Regions from separate parts of the Pan troglodytes genome. Here regions 1, 2 and 4 are each linked to region 3. A link is a contact called in public Hi-C and HiChIP or PLAC-seq data. All regions are on one chromosome and are shown on one strand. The core of a region is the stretch at or near the end of the contact, and the rest is flanking DNA. Distances in the headings are between cores, read along the strand shown.

Region 1 (5,058 bases), core at 1,300-3,799, 250 kb after region 3:
ATCAACACCAAATCTGCCTCCTGACTACACCCCCCAGCCAGTCCACCAGCACAAAACTGAGCTCATCAAATTCCTCCAAGAAGTATGCCTCCAATTGTTGAAATGTTACATCCACCCAGGTACTTGAATCATTACCTAAGAATCATTCTAGCCTCCTCCCTTCCCTCTAGCCCCCTACAATCTTAACTCTCAATTATCAAAATCTGATGAGATCTACCTCCTTCAGGGCTGCCAGGATCATTCCCTTCCTTTGTCTCTAAGGCCCCCACCTTGCTTCAGAATCTCCCAGACTTTTGGGACAGCCACCTCCTTTTTCCTCAGGCCTCCCCACTCTCCTCCACTGATCCACCCTAAAGCAAATCTGATCCGGTTATCACACACCCTCCACTGTCCACAGGATAAGGCCAAACTCTTCAGCAAACTCCAGTCCTTTCAAGAACTGTCCCTCACAGCCACTCCCATGTGCCCATTCTAGAACCGACTGGATCAACTCAGGAGTAGCTCCCGGCAAGTACGGCGTTCCTCCTCACCTCCTGGCTGCCGAGGGCCGTTTCCTTAGAAAGCACTTCCCCCCAGCCCCAAGCTCCCCTTCTCCAGCAACCTTGACCTTTAGCTTTAATCTCCTTTAGGACGTGCCCCCCACCGTACTGCCTTCCCCAGTCCCCGCCCCTCCTCTAGGTGCCCACCATCCCTCCACAAACCACAGCTATTTTCATGGTAATAATTCCATTATTAGAAGGAGCTTTATGCTCAGCGGACCAGAGCTCCCTGAGAGCAGGGATTGTGGTATTATTTCAAGCACTGAATTTGTTCTAGTAATCCTTGAATAAACATATGTTGAATGAATGAATGCAGTAACAGGAATGTTGAGCCAAGTTTTGTTTTTGTTTTTTGAGAGGGAGTCTCGCTCTGTTGCCCAGGCTGGAGTGCAGTGGCTAGGTCTCGGCTCACTGCAAGCTCCGCCTCCCGAGTTCAGCCATTCTTCTGCCTCATCCTCCCGAGTAGCTGGGACTACAGGCGCCCGCCACCACGCCCGGTAATTTTTTGTATTTTTAGTAGAGCCGGGGTTTCACCATGTTAGCCAGGATGGTCTCGATCTCCTGACCCCGTGATCCGCCCGCCTCGGTCTCCCAAAGTGCTGGGATTACAGGCGTGAGCCACCGCTCCCGGCCTGTTGAGCCAAGTATTAAAACCACATAAAACACAGGAGGAGAGGAAAGTATTCAGAGATACGACAGAGAGAACTATTTGAAACAGTGGGACCACAGACCATGTGAACTGTGCAGAGAGGCCTAAATAGCCTGGGGTTTCTGGAGGGAAGGGAGGTTCCTGGGTGGTGGAGCACTGGTGCACAGAAAAGGAGATGAATCCTGAGAGAGAGGTTCCTCACTGTGAAGGGTCTGGTGTTGGGGCCAAAGGTTTGGGGTTTCCACCTGTCCAGCATGGCTTTTCAAACTGTAGGGTTTTTTTTTTTTTTTTTGAGTGGGGGGCAGGGGGTGTCTCACTTTGTTGCCCAGGCTGGTCTCAAATTCGTGGGCTCAGGCAATCCTCCCACCTCGCCCTCCCAAAGTGCTGGGATGATAGGCGTGAGCCACTAAGCCCAGCAGTAGGTTGCAATTAAATCATGCACTTATGGCCCTCAAAATCCGTCTAGGAGCTGCCACAGGTGCGGCGCTGTAAAAGTAAATATGCCCACTTAGAAAATAGGGATAATTCCTATGTCACAGAGTTGTAAAGATTAAATGAATTAATACAGATTAACACACTGGGAACAGTGTCAAGTGCATAAGCATTATGTAAACTTTAGCTATTATTTGCTATTATTGTGTTTGCTGTTATTTCTCTCTAGGAGCTCCCAGGGGGCTAAGAAGTGGTGGGAAAGAAAGAAATGATTCTAAGAGCATCCAATAAGGGCTAGAATGGAAGTGAGCAAAAAATGCTGAGGCCCACAGCACAGGTTGTACTGCGGGGTTCAAATCCCATGAGGCCAGCAGCACCCAGGGTCTGTGAGCCCTCCAGAGTTGGGCCCTGGTGGTCGAGTCCAGTCCTGGGGGTCATTGCATTCCCTCCCTCATTATAAAATGGGGCCTGGAGGCCCGGGGCAGAAGAAAGGGGTCCACAATACTGCACGGTTAGAGGCCGAGCCAAGGCTGGATCCGGCCAGACCTCCACAGGTCTTCCTTAGCCTCCACATTGCCTCAGAGTGTGGGGCGCCCGGCTGGGGGCGAGGTAGCGGAGGCCCAACGGGGGCCGAAGCTAACTGGACGGCAGCTCGCGATGGGAACTACGCTTCCCAGCATGCGACGGGGCAAAGGGGCCTTTCAGCCGCGAGCAGCGCCTCGCAGGTTCTGCTGGGAGTTTTCATTGACCTCTGATCCCCCTCTCATTTTGATCCGCGCTCTTCTGCTCTGGGCTCCGCCCCCTTCTGAGAGCCGATGACCTGGCAGAGTCCCGCGAGCCGCTTTCTTCTTCCCCTCTCATTGGCCCAGCCTAGCTGCCTTTCGGTTGCGAGGAGGAGAAGTTGCTTACTGATTGGTGGATTCCGTTTGGCGCCAACTAGGAAAGGGGGGCGGGGCAGCAGCTGCCCCCACTGAGCCGCTATTACCGCGAAAGGCCGGCCTGGCTGCGACAGCCTGGGTAAGAGGTGTAGGTCGGCTCGGTTTTCTGCTACCCGGAGCTGGGCAAGCGGGTGGGAGAACAGCGAAGACAGCGTGAGCCTGGGCCGTTGCCTCGAGGCTCTCGCCCGCCTTCTCTTGCCGACCCGCCACGTTTGTTTGGATTTAATCTTAAGGTTGCCGGCGCCCGCCCGCCCGCTGGCCTCGCGGTGTGAGAGGGAAGCACCCGTGCCTGTGGCTGGTGGCTGGCGCCTGGAGGGTCCGCACACCCGCCCGGCCGCGCCGCTTGCCCGCGGCAGCCGCGTCCCTGAACCGCGGAGTCGTGTTTGTGTTTGACCCGCGGGCGCCGGTGGCGCGCGGCCGAGGCCGGTGTCGGCGGGGCGGGGCGGTCGCGGCGGAGGCAGAGGAAGAGGGAGCGGGAGCTCTGCGAGGCCGGGCGCCGCCATGGAACTGGGCCCGGAGCCCCCGCACCGCCGCCGCCTGCTCTTCGCCTGCAGCCCCCCTCCCGCGTCGCAGCCCGTCGTGAAGGCGCTATTTGGCACTTCAGCCGCCGGGGGACTGTCGCCTGTCACCAACCTGACCGTCACTATGGACCAGCTGCAGGGGCTGGGCAGGTAAGGAGAGACCGGCGGGCGGTGCTCCAGGCCCCTGGCCTCGGTGTCGGCCTCGGGGAGATCAGGCCAGGAAACGGACCGGGAGAAGGGCGAGACCCGTCCGTCCGGGTTCGCCGCTCGGGGACAGCCGGGCTAGGGCCTGCCATGTGCACCCCCGCCTGGGCGGAATGTTGGGCGGGAGAGGCCGTCCGGACCTCCCAGGGGAAGAGGTGGAGATCCTCGGGCCTAAGCCCGAGCCAGGCCCACCTTCACCCCTTTCGGATTGCTCCGTACTCTCCTTCTATCTCTATCCCTGGAAGCTCTTTGGAATCTACCCCCGCGGGGAAAATCAGGCTCTTCTAGGCACTCACTTTCACCCTTTGCTAAACCATCCTCAGGATCTTAGTTTGCTGTGATCTTTGTTCCTTCTCAACAAAGGACCATGGCATTTTCTTTCCTGGCGTTTATGTAAAATCATCTCAGTCCCTCGCCCTGTGCACATTCCTGATGTCCACTCTGCTGCTTTCCTAAGGCCAGGTCTTTTTACCCAACTTTCAGAAAGCTTCCTGGGCTTTTCCTGATAGCAAAAAATGCATCCCACGGTGTTTCCCGCGGAAGAGCTACTTTCCCTTCAATCTCTGGCATCCCGTTTGCTAAGCACATGTCTTGTGCGTTTCCCAACTTCTGAAAAGCACAAAGTGTCCTGTTCAACTTTCATCCCGACTCTGTCTCAGTACTTAGAACACATGCTTTTATTTTAGGAAATACCCCAACATTTGCCATAGCCATCATAACCTGCAATGTGGTCCAAGGCCATGCCCACCCACTCCTTTTTTCTCCTTTGCCCAAGTGCTAATTGGGTGTTCAGAGTGGCAAAGTGGGATCTTTGCCACTTGTGGTGTGGCCTAGAAATGGTTTCTGGCAGCCTGGCTGCTTCTTAATCTCATGGCCTATCTCCTGCATGTGACCTTTTAATTATATCCTATAAATCATTCATGGTTTATTTCTGTTGGTTTCAGTGATTATGAGCAACCACTGGAGGTGAAGAACAACAGTAATCTGCAGAGAATGGGCTCGTCCGAGTCAACAGATTCAGGTATTTAAGTCTGCTGTGTGGGGAGCAATACTCTGAATTTCCTGAAACATGCCTTTTCACCCAGGAGGTTAGTTTTGGTGAGAACTTGAGGAAGTCATGGCATTGGGTGATAAACTTTTTTTTTTTTTTTTTTTTTGAGACGGAGTTTCGCTCTTGTCGCCCAGGCTGGAGTGCAATGGCATGATCTCAGCTCACTGTAACCTCCACCTCCCGGGTTCAAGTGATTCTCCTGCCTCAGCCTCCCGAGTAGCTGGGATTACAGGCAGCACCACCACACCCGGCTAATTTTGTATTTTTTAGTAGAGACAGGGTTTCTTCATGTTGGTCAGCCTGGTCTCGAACTCACAACCTCAGGTGATCAGCCTTCCTTGGCCTCCCAAAGTGCTGGGATTACAGCGTGAGCCACCGCGCCCGGTGATAAACATTATTGAGAACAATATAAAGGAGCCCTTGTGGCTGTTTATGAAGAAAGGAAATAGGTTTCAAATGTCTATAAGGAGGTGGTGTGTGCTTGCCCTTGAAGGATGGGTAGTAAAGTATAATTCACCATACCACTGTAAGTGGCATTCAGGCAATCTTACTGGTTAAAATACAGGGTCAAATGATTGGAAGTACAGTGTCATGAAATCATTTCAGTGATGCTGCTATGGAGGAAATTGCCAGTGCATTTCATTCTTCATGAATTCATATTACTGCAGAGTTTATCTGTATTTGTACAGATAAGACCATTGGTGCAAAGATCCTTTAGGTTAAA
Region 2 (5,495 bases), core at 2,066-4,565, 130 kb after region 3:
CTTATTAAAAAAAATACACATACATACATGTATACATATTTTTTCAAAGAGATAAACTATGTCTAAAGAAATAAAGTATAAGAATGATGTGTGAACAAGTAGAGAACATCATAAAGAAATTATTTTTTTAAATATAACTTTCTTGAGGTGATAAGTACAATAACTAAAGTGACAAATTCACTAGAGAGGCTCAATAGCAAAGTTGAACCGGTAGAAGAAAGAACAAGTGAACTTGAAGAAAGATTGACATTAAACAGTGTGAGGAGCAGAAAGAAAAAGGAACAGAGCCCTGGAAGCCTGTGGGATGTAATTAAGCATAACAACATAAAGATAATGGTAGTCCAGGAAGGAGAAGGAAGAAAGAAAAGGGCAGAAAGATATTTGAAGAAATAATGGCTGAAAATATCTCAAATTTTTCAAAGAATGTTAACATATGCATCCAAGCAACTCAGCAAACTCCAAGTAGGACAAACTCAAAGAAATCCACACCTATACACATCATAATCTCTGTCAAAAGCCAAAGACCAAGAGAGAATTTTGAAAGCAGCAAAAGAGAAGCAAATCATTAAGTACAAATGATCCTCAGTAAGATTAACATCTAGTTTCTCGTCAGAAATCATGGAGGCCAGAAAGCAGTAGGATAACATATTCAAAGTGCTAACAGAAAAAAAAATCAGCCAAGAATTCTATATCCATAAAGAAAATCCTTCAGAAATGAAGAAGAGTGGTGACTCACTCCTGTAATCCCAGCACTTAGGGAGGCTGAGGCGGGTGGATCATCTGAGGTCAGAAGTTCAAGACCAGCCTGGCCAACACAATGAAACCCTCTCTACTAAATATAATTACAAAATTAGCTGGGTGTGGTGTTGCATGCCCGTAATCCCAGCTGCTTGGGAGGCTGAGGCAGGAGAATTGCTTGAACCTAGGAGGCAGAGGTTGCAGTGAGCCAAGATTGCACCATTGCACTCCAGTGTGGGCAACAAGAGCAAAACTCCATCTCAAAAAAAAAAAAAAGAAAGAAAAAAAGAAAAGAAAAGAAAAAAAAAGAAATGAAGGAGAAAGTAAGATGACCAACAAAACTAATAAAAATCGAAATAATTTGTCTCCAGCAGATCCACCCTGCAGGAAATACTAAAGGGAATACTTTAGGCTGAAGCGAAAGGACACTTAAATCCACAAGGGGAAATAAAGAGAACTGGTAGAGGTAACTACACAGTTAAAGACAGTATAAATATATGGTTTTGTTTGTAAATCTTTTATTCTCCTATATGATTTAAAAGACAATTGCATAAAGCAATAGTTAATAATAAATAATAACAGCCAGGCGCAGTGGCTCATGCCTGTAATTCCAGCACTTTGGGAGGCCGAGGCGGGCGATCCATCGCCTGAGGTCAGGAGTTCAAGACCAGCCTGGCCAGCATGGTGAAACCCCATCTCTACTGAAAATACAAAAATCAGCCAGGCGTGGTGGCAGGTGCCTGTAATCCCAGCTACTTGGGAGGCTGAGGCAGGAGAATCGCTTGAACTCGGGAGGCAGAGATTGCAGTGAGCCAAGATCACGCCATTGCACTCCAGCCTGGGCAACAGAGTGAGACTCTGTCTCAAAATAATAATAATAAATAATAATAACAAATTATATGCTTGATGATGTGTCACAGGTTTCTGAGGCTCTGTTCCTCTTTTTCTAACTTGTTGAGGTGGAGGCTTACTGAATTTCCAGTCTTTCTTCTTTTCTAATATATGTATTTTAGGCTACAAATTTCCATCTAAGCAAGGCTTTAGCAGTATCAATTTTTAAAAAATTGTATCTAAGTACAGTATACATACAGAATTCACATAAGCGTAGCATTGAATGAGGCACCTGGTCAGTACTGTTTCTAAGTGTTTAGTAAATGTTTTTTATTACTACTGTGAATTGTCCTTTGCCTCTTATGCCATAGCATCCTGGCAATGGGGAGGGGTTTGAGGGTGGGATGGTGAAGAGATTCTGGGATTCCATTTTATTGGAGCATTTTTTCCCCCTTGCTTCTCATAAGGTGTCTGTCGGGGAGAGATCTGTGTCACTTATTGCAGTTTGTTGCATGCTGGAATGCTGCAGATTCTGGAATGCCATCTATATCAGTTGTCTGGAATTTGGCTTCACATAAGGTTCTTGTCTTCTGTTTAACTGGTTTGCTGGGACTTCTGAAGTCCTGATGATCATACTGGGAAGGCAGACTCAGGGGTGGCGATGCTGGCTGTGGCCCTCATCTACTGGGCCATGGTGGTTATTGTGTTGCTTCTTTTGCTGTGTCCTAGAACAGGGGCTTTACTGAGCCACCCATGTCCTCTGAGAGCTTTGCAACTTACAAGGACTGTTCTCTTCCTTCAGGGGCTGGGATGACTTGCTGATTTAAGCCCCTTTGTTGAGATACAGAGGTATTGTCATAATGACTGGGACTTGTGTTGCTCATCTTTGAGGAAGATTTGTTTAGGCTTGCTGTTATCCACCATATCTTTTATTTAGAGTAGTTTGCTGGCTAACTCACTGGGTCCTTTGGCCTACTGCAGATTCAGTTGCTACAACTCCGTCAGTGATTCCGTGTAGGGAGAAGTAATGGGTTGTCATTTTTGGAGTCAGGGTTGGGGGCCTGGGGTTTGAGAATCAGAGGTCAGAATTCATGGGTTGAGGTTTAGGGATTTGAGGTTGGGATTAGGAGGTTAGAAAATAAGCATCAAGGGCTCAGGATCTAGAGACCAGGTCTAGGATTAAAGGATTATAAATTTAGGGACTAGGGCTTGGGTTAGGATTGGAACTGAGTAGCAGAGGAGTTAAGGTTAGAATAGCGGGTGGTGATCAAGGGTCTAAACAAAAAGAGAAGAGATGCAAGGGTCTGCGGAGAGACTGGAAGAACTTTCCTCAGAAGTTCCCAAAGGTGACTGGGTATCAGGAAACTATTGGGAAGTGGCTTCTTATTGCTGCAGAGACAGAAGCCATGAGTTGGGGATAAACCTTCCAAGAGGGCAATACCTGTGTAGGCAGACACTGAAGTCAGTTAAATGTGCAAGGAAGTCTTTACATTGATGACAGTTATCGTTTATTTTCATTCTTCTCATTCTCAGTGATTTCCCTCAAAAAAAAAAAAAAAAAAACCCAAGAAACCAAAACACTTTTTTTTTTTTTTAACCATCTTTATTCAATCTGTCACCAAGTTTCTGGTCACCTGCCACAGTTGACCCCCGATCCATTCTCCCTGTCCCCATCCTCTCCATACATCACAGTACACACCAGGAATACCCCCAGTTCTCATCTCCTCACCCTGGGCTGCTTCAATAGACTCCAGAGTAACCCAAACCACACCCTGCTGCCCAGATTCCTAATGACACGTGAAAGGCCGTTATGACTTGCTTTCCTCATGCCCTATGCACACCTGGGCTCCAGCCAAGGATCCTCCTTCATCAACCCCCATATTAGCTACGATCCTTCATGCTAATGTATCGCTCAGAGCTCAAAAGACTTTGAAGGGCCTGTGCCTTCGCTATCGAGCGCTTAAGTTCTTTGCCCTCCGCGTACTTTTGACAAATACTGGGCATCAACCATGTTCCAGGAACTACCCTAGGCAAAGAAAATAACTGGGCAAGGTTTCCATCGGTGTCTCTGCTGGCGGGCATCGCCCCCGCCGGGCCGCCACCCTGAACGAGCCCGTCCGGTCCTCTGGGTTCCGCCACCCTGCGTAGCGCTGCGCCAGCACCCGGCCCAGCACTCCCTCCCGCCGAGGGCGCCCAGGCCGGCTTCCGAGGGGCGGTTCCCACAAGCGAGTTCCGGCGCCCAGAACGGCTTCATCCTCTCGTCCCGTCCGCGGCAAATGCATGCGCCTGGAAAACCCGCCACCCTCCAGGGCAACTCACACCTCGCCCCACGCCGCGGCGCAACCGGACTAGGACCCCGAGCAGGGCTGCCCAGGGAGCGCCTGAAGGACCCCGCGAGGGCCGCAGGCTATCCAGCGTGGCGCCTGGTGGCCGGGCCCTGTGCCGGAGGACAAGGTGAACCCGCAGCCGGACTTCTGCTGCACTGGGGCTCCGAATGACCCAGAATCTGGGGTGGGCTTAGGCCCCGGGTACGAGGGGTGAGGGCTGCGCGGTTGCAGGCCTAGAGAAGTAGGGGGCTGGGTCGAGAGTTGAGGCCGTGAGCCCGGGGGGCTGGAGGGCGTGGCCACAGGGGTAGGGGCGCAGGTCCCGGCCGCGCGTGGGTGGACCAGGGCTGGGCCGCCGCCCTCCAGGAAGCGAGTGGTGGCCCCCTCGAGTGCTGGGGGGGGCAGTGTACCGACAGCTTTACTTTTTTTTTTGTTTTGGAGACGGAGTCTGGTTCTGTCGCCAGGCTGGAGTGCAGTGGCGCGATCTCGGCTCACTGCAGCCTCCTCCTCCAGAGTTCAAGCAATGCTCCTGCCTCAGCCTCCCTAGTAGCTGTGACTGTAGGCGCGCGCCGTTACGCCTGGCTAATTTTTTTGTATTTTTAGTAGAGACGGGCTTTCACCATGTTGGCCAGGATGGTCTTGATCTCCTGACTTCGTGATCCGCCCGCCTCGGTCTTTCAAAGTGCTGGGATTACAGGCGTGAGACACCGCGCCCTGCCTAAAATTTTTAATTCTCATGGAGTCACCTTTAAGTCTAACAGGATTCTCGACTTGTCAGTTTGTTGTAAACCAAGAGTCAAGACAGCCACAACTTAGCTGCGTTAGTAAAGGAACTATGTCCTCCCTACAGGCCGCGTGTTCTTGCCACGAGAACCCCTAGCAGCCTGGCCTTGGAATGGCTGGATGAGGTGCATTCGTTGGTTCATTCAGATACTGTTAAGAGCCAGCTGTGTGCTAGGTACTGCTTACACCTTCTGGTGGTGAAGACGGAACTGAAGGGAACTTGCAAGGAGCTGTGAGAAAGTGTAACGGGAAGTGAGCTAAGATCACTAAGGTGGGCAGGAGGCAATCAGAGAAAGCACATTCAGGACTGCGAAAACTACTCACACAAAGGCTGTCAAGCCAGAAAGTCTTTCAAAACTGAAAGGCCCATGAGGTTGGAGCTAGAGAAACTTACGGAGTGTGGGGTTCCAGATGAGGCTAGAGAGGTACGTGGGGAACCACAAGATCATGCAGAGCCTGGGAGGCCGTGATAAGGATTTTGGTTTTTATTCTAAGAACAGGGTGCCCTTTAAAGGGTTAAGGAGGGGAACCATATGATTAGATTTTCATGTGTGGTTCACTTTGGCTGCTGTGTGGAGATTGTAGAGGTTGGCAGGACAGAAACTGGGAGACCAAAGAAGAGGCTGTCAAGATGTCCAGAGGGGAATGATGATGTCTTAGAGTTATGGTGGTAGCAGTTGAGGATGGGAGAATGGTATGGGTTTTGAGATATATTAGGTAGGGAAAATTGCCAGAAGTTGGTGATCGTGTGGATATGAAGAGTGAGGGAGGGGAGGTGTCATGGATGTCTCTGTAGACAGTTGCTGAAAATGACGTGTT
Region 3 (5,153 bases), core at 967-3,466:
CTGCCTGTGCTCTACATGCTATTCAAAGCCAGCTAACCCCTGGCCCCTCCTCCAGAGGGTCTGAGGCAATAGCTGTGAATGTGGATTTAAGTAGAGAATCGTAGCAATGAAGCGAGCCTTTGGGGGCGTGTACAACCTCAATCTGAAGGAGCAGTATCTGTGTGGCTCACCAGCAGGCACGCTTCGCTTTGTAGACCAGGTTCATTTACATCAATTATCAAAACTTTGTGCTAATGTCCAATTAAAATATCCTGAGTTTTATTATTTAAAACAATCAGACTGAGTTTTTTTCATTAAGAATCAAGATCCAAGACTTGAAGGTTGGGCCTGGAGTTGGGGTAGTCACCCCCTTTAGTTCCTCTCTCATCTCCTCTCTGTCCTCTTTTCTGAACTGTTATGGATGCACTCCTGAGGCCTAGATTTTCATTTTGGATTTCCTGGCCTGCCCTCCAGTTACCTGACTGTCCAGTGTCAGATGGCCTGGGAGTTCCAGTGAGTGGAACCTAGCCTGCTGCCTACTCATTTCATGACCATGGTTGCTTCCCATCTCCTGGATCACTTTCTCTACCATATGGGGGAGAACTTCCTGGTTCTAGTACTGGAGGAGTGATCAGAGGAGAGCAGGGAAGGGAGATTGGGAGAATGGTTGATAAATGTTGCTGGGGACATAAGTATAGGGATTGGTGGCCAGTCTGGATCCCTGGTACAGAGAGTGCTTTGGGCAGCACTGATGTGCCACAGGGGCTGGGTGCACACCCACAGACAGCCCGGGGATATCTTCCACAGGCATAGGCAGAGCTCAGGACACCGGGAGTGTGCATGGAGAGGCAGTGATAGGGAGGGGGGGGGTCTCCCACAGGTGGGAGGTGCAGTGGGGCATATGTATGATCTCTTTTCAGAGGGGAACAGTGACCCTTGACCTCGACTAAATGGCCATGGGTGGCCTTGTGTGCCCTGAGTAAACAGGAGCTTTGGGCTGGTATTCAGTCCTGGTGTTGGAGTATTGGAAGTCAGGCACATTCCAGAGAACCCACTCCCCTTTGGGAGCGCAGGGTAGCTATATGCAGGGGGGCTGCAGGTGGGGACTCGTTCACTGGTGCCTGTGCAGAGCTCTCAGAGCCTGTGGAGTCAGGAGTGTTTCCCATAAGGCATACTTTCTTCTTGGAGCCTGTGTTCAGTCTTGGGCAGTGAGCATGGCCCAAATGCCCCCAACCCCAGGTTCTCAGCACCTGGTCCCTCAGTCAATCTATCCTTCGCGAGTAATGGCTCTCCAGAATGGCATGGGATGGAAAGACCCCTGTGCTTAGAGTGTTCACATTCCTTGTAGGGCAGGAGGTAGCGTATCTGTGTACAGATGAAGGGGGTTGTGGGGTTTGGAAGTCCCAGTTTCCTCTGGGGTGAGATAGGTCCTGAAGTGTGTGCTTGGATGAATGGATTTGGGGAGGGAGGGATTCTGTGCATGTGGAGGGGGCTGCTACAAGCTACATAGGCAGGAAAGCCAAAGTGGGTGAGGGACTGGGGCAGACTGTCCTGGCTGGGGTGGTGATGGGTGTGGGGGAGTTGTGCAGAATGAGGTCACAGGCCCGGGGTGCCAGGTTGGCAGTCTGAGGTCAGAGGCTAAGGGTGAAGGATCCAGGGAGGGTTTGCTATGTTGGTGCAGACAAGGTGCTAAGCACCTGGACTCAGGTGCTGGAAGTGGGAGTGGAGGAAAAGGGGTGACCTGACAGGAGACCCTTGATAGCTGGTGGGAGGTGGGAAGAGGGTGTCTCTAGCTCTAGGGCAGTAGCCAGTGTGGATGACCTGAACCTCCTGATTGAGGCTCCCCTAGCCTGTGGAGGCCTTGGAGGCTTTCAGATGATGCCTGTGACATTTTTGCCTCCCAGGAAGCTGTGCCAATGGCTTTGAGCCAAAGTCCTCCAAAAGTCCTAATAGGAAGGGCCAGGTTCTGGCTCCTGAGTTAGCCGTGGGCATGCCAGGGTGTGAAGGGCCCTGCACAGGGTACAAATGGTCCCCAGGAGAGAACCTTTCTGCCAGCGTTTCCTCCCGCAGAAGGCCCAGGTGTTTGCCAGTGAGGGAGCCCAGACTTGCCCAACGCTTCTCAGCTTGGGGTGGGTCCAGGTCTGGGTCCTGGGCTGGGAAGAAAGGAAGGAAGTGAGCCCTTGCTTGTGCGCCTCTGCAGCCCAGGTTCCCTGCCTTCACAGCCCCGCTAGAGGTGGGATCACCCCCACTTACTGGTGAGCAAATAGGCTGGGGGGGTTGGTGTCAGGTTACATGGTTTAGTTGATGGCGCAAGCCCAGGTCCAAAGCCCATGCTCTTCTCAAACAGCCAGAGGTGGGGGCCGGAAGGAGGGATTGGCTGTTGGGGAGTACTGGGAGCAGGGGCGGTGGGCAGGGCCAGGTGCGCAGGGGAGAAACAAGGCGCCTTGGAGTTCAGGTAAAGAAAGTTGGGGAGGATAACCACCGGAGCCGGGTAAGGAAGGGAAAGGGAGCTCCGGGCGCGGGGCGAGGCCGGGCGCTGGCAGGAGAACGGGTCGGGCTGGTGAGGGACCCGGGTGCTACCCGGCTCTGGACGGGCGGGAAGAGGCCGGGACGCTGTTCCACCAGCACCTGCGGGTGCGGAGCGCGACCCCCCGCCTCGGCTCCTGGCAACCAGGAAAGTTCCCAGTTCCGGTTCCAAGGAGGCGAGCAGGTGAGGCCGACGGGGCGGGTCGGCTCTGGCTCCCGGGGTTCACTCCTCACCCCTCCGGGCGACCCGCGTTGCCATGGCGACCGCCGCGGTGCAGCCCGCCCCCGCCCTCCCCCGTGCGGGAGGGGTCGGGTCCCCAGCCCTCGGCCGATGCGGAGCCCGCGGGGCTGGAATGCGGGGTCCCGGGCGGTTCGGGGCCGCGCGCCCGGCTCTCCGGGCTGCTTCCGGCCTGGCCCGGGCGGCGGGCGGGGGGAGGGCAGCCCAGCAGGCGAGGGGGAAGGAGCGGAGCCGAGCCCGGCCGACGCGGCTTTGTCTCCTTTGTTCCCGGCGGTGGCAGCGCCGCGCGGGAGGGGCGGGCAGCGGGCGCAGTTTTCCGCCCCTCGGTCTCCGGGTAACAGCTGCGGCTCCGCCAGACCCGGGGAGAGGCCGCTGCGCGCGGAGCCCGAGCCCGGAGCGGCCGGCGCCCGCCTCGGCGCGCACATCCCGCGGGGCCCGGCCGGGTGGTGAGTGCGGGGCTCGGGGCCAGGGCGGCGAGGAACGGGGCTCCCGAGGTGGAACGGGCCGGGGCCCCGATCCCGCCGGGCAGGGGCGGCCTGGGTGAGTGGTGGGCGGCTTTGGTTTTGAGAGTTGGGACCACACTTCTCCGCGCGAAGGGAAACTCTGGCGACTCCGCCTGGAACGCGATTGGGAGACTGAGGAGGTGGAGCTGCTCCTCCGCGCCCCCTCCTCGCCGTCGCCGCCGGGGACCGGCCGGCCCCTTCCCCGCCCTCCCAGGGCCACTGATGGGGTCCTCGCCTCGGGGTCTGGGGGTTGGGGAGGGTCAAGGACGAGCCGAGTGGGGAGGTCGGGGCTTCCCCTCAGTAGTAACAGCCCTTTCTGGCTGCTCCCGGTGGGACTGACAAAGGCGGACCTCGAGCCTCCTGACCCCCGGGCGGGTGGGGGGTACCCTCCTCTCCACACACAGACATATTAAGTGGGTGATCGATGAGCGCCTTGGGTCATCGCAGGTGCCTGGTAAATGGTGGATCTCCCCACCCCTCCTCAACACACAGAAAACAGGGCGGGCAGCGGGCACCACTGCACTGTCAATGAATAACTCACCTCTGTAGTGAACCCTGGGAGCTGAGCAGGAGGGTGAAACGGGAAGGCCGGTTTCCCACTAACTGGCAGGCAAGGCAAATGTGGGCTGTCCTATGGCCCCTCTGCAGGTGCGGAATGGCGGGGTTTGTGAGCCCCTTTTGTTGTCGAGGACAGCTCCACGGGGGTCCGGGAGGTGCTTGCTCTACAGACAGAAGTTGGGCAGTCTTGCGCCCCCTGAAAAGGTTCAGAGTAGGGTGGGCCCAGAAGAGACTCCAGGGCATGTGTGGGGGAGCACTGGGCACAGGCAGAGTTAGGCTTTGGCTGTGAGCCTGAGCAGGGCCTCAGATATTGGGAATGGGCAGGAGATCCTGGCTGTGTAAGTTGGGGATGTGAGGTCTGGTTCTAGATCAGCCTTTTCAGTCTGCCCTGGCCTGGTCATTAATAAAAGTGGGGCCAATGTGTTCCCTTTGAGAGACCAAGTGGCTTGGAGGGATTGTGGGCCCCCTATCTCCCCTACTTGTTGGGTTTTCTTGGGTGTGAAATGGGGGTTCGTTCACCATACAGGGAGCATCTGGTCTGTGCTGAAGTCTGTGTAAGTTGCTGGGGCCTCTGAATCAGAAGCCATACTCCCTGCCTTCAAGGAGCTTCAAGTCCAGAGTAGGAGGGTGGAACAGGGAGAAAGGTGACCCTGGTTGGCATCACTAATGCCAGGCACACACTGTTTCATGTTTACTGGTCAGAGCAATCCTGCCTCCCGTTGTACAACTAGGAAATCTGAGGCTCGGAAAGCCTGAGGCAGAGCGGCCGTGCCTGTCAGGGTGGTGGCTAGGTGTGTCCATTCTGTCCACCGCATGCAGCGGCCTCCTCAGGAGCCTGGGAGGACAGGGGAGGCTCCCCAGGGAGAAGATGGTTGGTGTAGGAGTTAATGGGATAGCGAGGGAGTGGGCATTCCAGGCAGCGGCAAGAGCCTGTGCAGCGGCTGGAGGAGCCAAGCAGCCTGCAGTTCAGGCTGGCAGGAACGAAGGGCATGTGTGGGGGAGCACTGGCATGGATCGGGTGGGAGAGGTGTGGACTGGAGGGGTAGGCCTTTATCCCTCCCGCTCTGGGGTGCCCCAGAGGCTCTTGGGGGAGGGGTGTACTCAATTCTGCTCAAGGAAAGTCCTGAGAAGTTGGGAGTTGGGAGGCTAGATTGGAGGGGCTGGGAGCTGCTCAGTGGCCTGTGGCAGAGATTAAGTGAAATCCATGTGCCTGAAATGGAGGAGAAAAAGTCACTGCTCTTCTTTCTGTCCTCCTTCCGACACCCATGGTATGTGTGGAGGGGCAAGGGGTGCTAGGTCCTGATTCACAGGGAGACTGCTGGCAGAAGCCTGACCACTTTCCCTGGAGT
Region 4 (5,262 bases), core at 2,009-4,508, 190 kb after region 3:
TGGCTACATCTGAGCAAAGCACAAGGCAAGGAGGCAGCTCCTCAGTCTTTTCAGCAAAAAAGACCATCTAAGCCTCTCCCTTCCAGAGGGACAGGTGGTTCTGATCCCACTGAGCAGGTGGGAAAAAAATGAGGGACACACAGTAACCTCACACAGCTGAACTAAGGGATCCTACCTCCTGAGTCCTGACTCTGCCCTGACTCCTTAGGTGCCTCTCCCCAGCATGAGACCACTCACAGGCAAATCCTTCAGAGAGGCAAATAAGTCCTCCAAAAAGGGAACAGGTGCTGAATCACAGGCACACTCCAGGACCTCACAATGTGCCTCCACCCATGTTGGACACATCTGGGAAGCACTTAGGCAAGTCAAAGAACCTTTCTAGCTCTGTGACCACAAAACATCTTCTTTGCCACTCATGACAAGAGGGAAAAGTTATTCTCCTTCTAAAGTTCAACTTAGTGTTACTGTCTTTTTTTTTTTTTTTGAGACAGACTTTCACTCTTGGTGCCCAGGCTAGAATACAGTGGCGCGATCTAAGCTCACTGCAACCTCCACCTCCTGCCTCAGCCTTCTGAGTAGCTGGGATTACAAGCGCGCACCACCAAGCCCAGCTATTTTTGTATTTTTAGTAGAGACAGAGGTTCACTATGTTGGCCAGGCTGGTCTCGAACTCCTGACCTCAGGTGATCTACCCGCCTCAGCCTCCCAAAGTGCTGTGATTACAAACATGAGTCACCGCGCCCGGTCCATTGTCTTTACTTTCTTTAGCTTTGCTATCCAATTGAACTGGTCTTGGCACAGTAGGCAGAGACAAAGCCCACCACCCTCAAAGAGTGGATGGAAGGAGGCACAAGGGCTGCCACACAGGACAAACAGCTACATGCTGAACAATGGCTTGTCAAACTACACACAAGCCAAATCCAGCCTGCCACCTGTTGTTAGACCACCCAAAGGCTAAGAATAGTCTTTACTTCAGAAAAAAAAAATTTTAACACAAAGATGAAGTCTCACTATGTTGCCCAGGCTGGTCTCAAACTTCTGGGCTCAAGTGATCCTAGCCTCAGCCTTCCAAAGTGCTGGGATTACAGGCGTGAGCCACCATGCTGGGCCAGTTTTTACATTTTTAATTGGCTGAAAAAAAAATCAGAAACAGAATATTTCATAATAATGAAAATTATATATGAAATTCAAATTTCCTTTTTTTTTTTTAGAGTCTCATTCTGTTACCCAAGCTGGAGTGCAGTCATGCGATCTCGGCTCACTGAAATCTCTGCCTCCAAGGTTCAAGCAATTCTTGCGCCTCAGCCTCAGAGTAGCTGGGATTACAGGTGTACGGCACCACACCCAGCTTATTTTATTTTATTTTATTTTATTTTTAAAGTAGAGATGGGGTGTTGCCATGTTGACCAGGCTGGTCTTGAACTCCTGGGCTCAAGAGATCCTCCTGCCTTGGCCTCCCAAAGTGCTGGGATTACAGGCGTGAGCCACTGCACTCAGCCGAAATTCAAATTTCAATGTCTATAAAGAAAGTTTTATTGGAACACGGCAATGCTCATTCGTTTACCTATGGTCTTTGGCTGCTTTCACACAACAGCAGACCACTAGTCGTAACAAAGACCGTGTGGCCTACAAAGCCTGAAACATTTACCACCTGGCCCTTAAAAGAAAATGTTTGCAAGACCAGGTGCAGTGGCTCACGCCTATAATCTTAGCACTTTGGGAGACCGAGGCGGGAGGATCCCTTGAGCCCAGGAGTTGGAGACCAGCCTGGGCAACATAGGGAGACCCTGTTTCTAAAAAAACCAAACAGAAAAAAGTCTGCCCAGCCCTGTTCTAGACTGTTCCTGTTGTTACATCCAAAGTCATTTGGGGCCGGGTGTGGTAGCTCACACCTGTAATCCCAACACTTTGGGAGGCCGAGGCAGGTGGATCATCTGGGGTCAGGAGTTCAAGACCGGCCTGGCCAACATGATGAAACCCCGTCTCTACTAAAAATACAAAAAAATAGCCAGGCGTGGTGGCGTGTCCCTGTAATTCCAGCCGCTTGGTAGGCTGAGGCAGGAGAATCGCTGGAACCTGGGAGAAAGAGGTTGCAGTGAGCAGAGATCGCCCACTGCACTCCAGCCTGGGCTACAGAGCAAGACTCTGTCTCCAAAAAAAAAGTCTTTTGGGCCGGGTGGGGTGGCTAACACCCGTAATCCCAACATTGTGGGAGGCCAAGGTGGGTGGATTGCTTGAGGCCAGGAGTTCGAGACCAGCCTGGCAAATATGGCGAAATCCCCTCTCTACTAAAAATACAACAGCCGGGGTGGTGAGGCGCCGCCTGTAATCCCAGCTACTCCGGAAGCTGAGGCACGAGAATCACTTGAGCCTGGGAAAGCGGAGGCTGCAGTGAGCCTAGATCCCGCCACTGCACTCCGGACCGACTCAAAAAATATAAAAATATAATATACTCCGGGCGCGGTGGCTCACGCCTGTAATCCCAGCACTTTGGGAGGCCGAGGTGGGCGGATCACGAGGCCTGGAGTTCAAAACCAGCCTGGCCAACATGGTGAAATCCCCGTCTCTACTAAAAATACAAAAATTAGCCAGGCGTGGTGGAGGGCGCCTGTAATCCCAGCTGCTCGGCAGGCTGAGGCAGAGAACTGCTTGAACCCGGGAGACGGAGATTGCAGTGAACGGAGATCGCGCCACTGCACTCCAGCCTGGGCGACAGAGCGAGACTCCGTCTCAAAATAAATATGATATAATATAATAATACAAAATGCTGTTCTTCAGTTGCACTCCACACCTCTCAAATGCTCAGCAGCCATTTATGGCCAATGACTGCCGGAGTGCACAAGTGCAGGATGCCCGGTGAAGAGTCGTGGAGTGAGCACCGTGGAGACTGTACGGGACACCTAGGGAGGAACCTGGCCCCCCAGGGGAGTAAGAGCCGCTGTAGGGGTAGTCAGCGCCTCACACAGCTCGCACCCCACGCGCATCCCTGGTGGATACGGCCGACGCCTGCGCGGCGCCTGCGGCTGGAGCACCGAATGGGGGAGGCGGTCTCGCGGCCCCGACTCACCTTCCGCAGCCCAGCCCAGTAGCTGCTCCCGCGGGGCCCACATCTGCGCACGCACGCACGAAGCAAACGAGGTAGCAGCACCGTGTGTGAAACGGATTATAATGCGCACCGCGGGCCACTGGCGGCGCCAGAAGAAAGAAGCAGGACTGGGTGAAGTGCGTCACCGCGCGGCGCGCAGCCTGCCGGGAAGCGTAGTTCTCGGGGCGGAATGCGGCTTGTGCAGGGCGAGAGAAAATGCTGAGGCGCACTTTGACCTTCTAGGTCCCCCTCGGCCGCAATATTTGGGGTTGTGCTTACCACAGGTACCCATAAGCAAAATATAGTGTTGTTTTCCATGGTTGTAAACATTATATAAATACTAGCTCTTTTGCGCAGTTCTATAATGACACGTGTTGACCTGTTCATTGTGTGTTCACTGCTGTGTGGTATCTAATGTAGAAATACACCAGGACTCCAATTGGACAGACTCATGCGCATCCATGGAGAGCTTCTCAAGGACAGTGGTTCGCAAACTTGTTGTTAAAATCCTTTTACACTCTTAAAAATTACTGAGGACCCCAAAGAGCTTTTGAAACCGCCTTTGCAAAATTATACCTAAGGAAATTATGATGTTATAGGAGTTATTAAGAAATTATTTTAAGCAGATAGAGAAGGAAAGGGGTCCTTGGGAAGTTTTTGTTTCTTTTAAAGCAGCTCCAGAAAGGTTTCTTGTCTAGCAGGAAAGCCTGGGCTCCTAGAGCAGGATGGCAAGCTTTGATATGGAAATGCAGGCCATTAGAAACTGGACGCACCCAAACATGGCGATTCCCGCCGTCCTTTTCTTTGCCCTGACATGTGCCTGGCAACATGGCCACCCCCCACATATTCCCACGTGTGTAGAACTTCATGGAGCCCTACATTTGCATATTAAAAAGCTAGGGTGGGAGGGCCAGGTTTTTGGCTGCCACATAAATGACACATCTGATCAAACTAATCCCCTGAGCCCTATGGAAACCAGACACCGCCTCCTCCAGCATCCTCAGATAAGCAGCCACTTTTCCGCACACGGCGCTTTCTCTTTGTTGGAATCCCCGCTCCCTCTGTCTCTGTATGGGGGAGCTGTTTTCGTCTTCCTTCCTTCTTTCTTGCCTATTAAACTTTTCGCTCCTTAAAACCACTCCACGTGTGTCTGTGTTATTAAGCCTATCAGAGACCAAGGACCCTGGTGTTCCTCCAGTCATCGGAGCCTTATCAATGACAGTAAAAGATATCAGATCTAACCCACCTCATCTTCCTTTCAACCTCTAAACTGTCTTTGTCCACTTCTGGGCATAGGCCAAAGTAGCCTTGGGAAGGAATTCAGTTTATAGCTTAAATAATAGCCCTTCCCAAGGGCTAAACTGTTCTTGTAAAATGAATGAAAGGCCACCAGCCACCAAAGTAGGATGAGAAGGGCTGGAATTCTAAATATTACCAGCCATTATTCCAGAGGCCCTAAGACGCACAACTTCCCCAATTACTCTTTTGAAGCACAACTTCCCCAATTACTCTTTTTTTTTTTTTTTAGGGAAAAGGACACGGAGTCTCACTCTGTCGCCCATGCTGGAGTGCAGTGGTGCCATCTCGGCTCACTGCAACCTCCCTCTCCTGGGTTCAAGCGATTCTCCTGCCTCAACCTCCTGAGTAACCGGGATTACAAGCACGCACCACCATACCCCGCTAATATTTTTGGATTCTTTTTTTTTTTTGGTTGGTTTTTTTTTTTTTTTTTTTTTTTTTGAGCCCAGGCTGGAGTGCAATGGTGCGATCTCGGCTCACTGCAACCTCCTCCTCCCGAGTTCAAGCAATTCTCCTGCCTCGGCCTCCCGAGTAACTGGAATTACAGGCATGCGCCACCACGCCCGGCTAATTTTGTATTTTTAGTAAGGACGGGGTTTCTCCATGTTGGTCAGGCTGGTCTCAAACTCCTGACCTAGGTGAGCCGCCCACCTTGGCCTCCCAAAGTGGTAGGATTCCAGGCGTGAGCCACCACGCCCAGCCCTCAATTACTCTTAAAGATAACATCACTATTGTGAACCTAAGATTGGCCTTTTGAGATGTCTTTTCAGATTTTTGCATTTCTGACAACTGAACGGCCCCAGCTGGAACTGCCAACCAGTTTTGTGGCCACCACCTAGGAACTGACTCAGCCTAAGAGAACAGCTTCAACTCCTTAT

Evidence for each region. Hi-C and Micro-C count contacts between places; a contact is called where the count stands out from the background. HiChIP or PLAC-seq counts read pairs in DNA pulled down with a chosen protein or histone mark.
Region 1: a contact with region 3 is called in an H3K4me3 HiChIP or PLAC-seq map of stem cell-derived excitatory neurons, with 2.7 times the contacts expected there. The contact joins the promoter of CDC25A here to the promoter of PLXNB1 in region 3. A contact is called at or near these places in 1 of 7 Hi-C or Micro-C datasets (stem cell-derived neural progenitor cells) and 1 of 1 datasets of contacts at active chromatin or transcription factors (stem cell-derived excitatory neurons).
Region 2: a Hi-C map of stem cell-derived neural progenitor cells shows a contact between it and region 3, with 4 times the contacts expected there. The contact joins the promoter of NME6 here to the promoter of PLXNB1 in region 3. A contact is called at or near these places in 1 of 7 Hi-C or Micro-C datasets (stem cell-derived neural progenitor cells) and 1 of 1 datasets of contacts at active chromatin or transcription factors (stem cell-derived excitatory neurons).
Region 4: a contact with region 3 is called in an H3K4me3 HiChIP or PLAC-seq map of stem cell-derived excitatory neurons, with 8 times the contacts expected there. The contact joins the promoter of ZNF589 here to the promoter of PLXNB1 in region 3. A contact is called at or near these places in 3 of 7 Hi-C or Micro-C datasets (induced pluripotent stem cells and stem cell-derived neural progenitor cells), 1 of 1 datasets of contacts at active chromatin or transcription factors (stem cell-derived excitatory neurons) and 1 of 1 other capture datasets (stem cell-derived neural stem cells).

The regions. Positions count from the first base shown.
Region 1 is chr2:52,206,838-52,211,895 of NHGRI_mPanTro3-v2.0_pri, reverse strand. It overlaps CDC25A (cell division cycle 25A), which reads left to right and starts at 2,549. Exons shown (of 16, transcript XM_009445387.5): 1 at 2,549-2,637; 2 at 2,792-3,229; 3 at 4,228-4,304. The coding sequence starts at 3,060.
Region 2 is chr2:52,323,724-52,329,218 of NHGRI_mPanTro3-v2.0_pri, reverse strand. NME6 (NME/NM23 nucleoside diphosphate kinase 6) reads left to right here and starts at 3,315. Exons shown (of 6, transcript XM_016941020.4): 1 at 3,315-4,023.
Region 3 is chr2:52,456,327-52,461,479 of NHGRI_mPanTro3-v2.0_pri, reverse strand. PLXNB1 (plexin B1) reads left to right here and starts at 2,216. Exons shown (of 38, transcript XM_016941029.4): 1 at 2,216-2,234. CCDC51 (coiled-coil domain containing 51) reads left to right here. Exons shown (of 4, transcript XM_001156597.6): 4 at 1-274. The coding sequence ends at 36.
Region 4 is chr2:52,262,815-52,268,076 of NHGRI_mPanTro3-v2.0_pri, reverse strand. It overlaps ZNF589 (zinc finger protein 589), which reads right to left and starts at 3,258. Exons shown (of 4, transcript XM_516434.9): 1 at 3,068-3,258. The coding sequence starts at 3,110.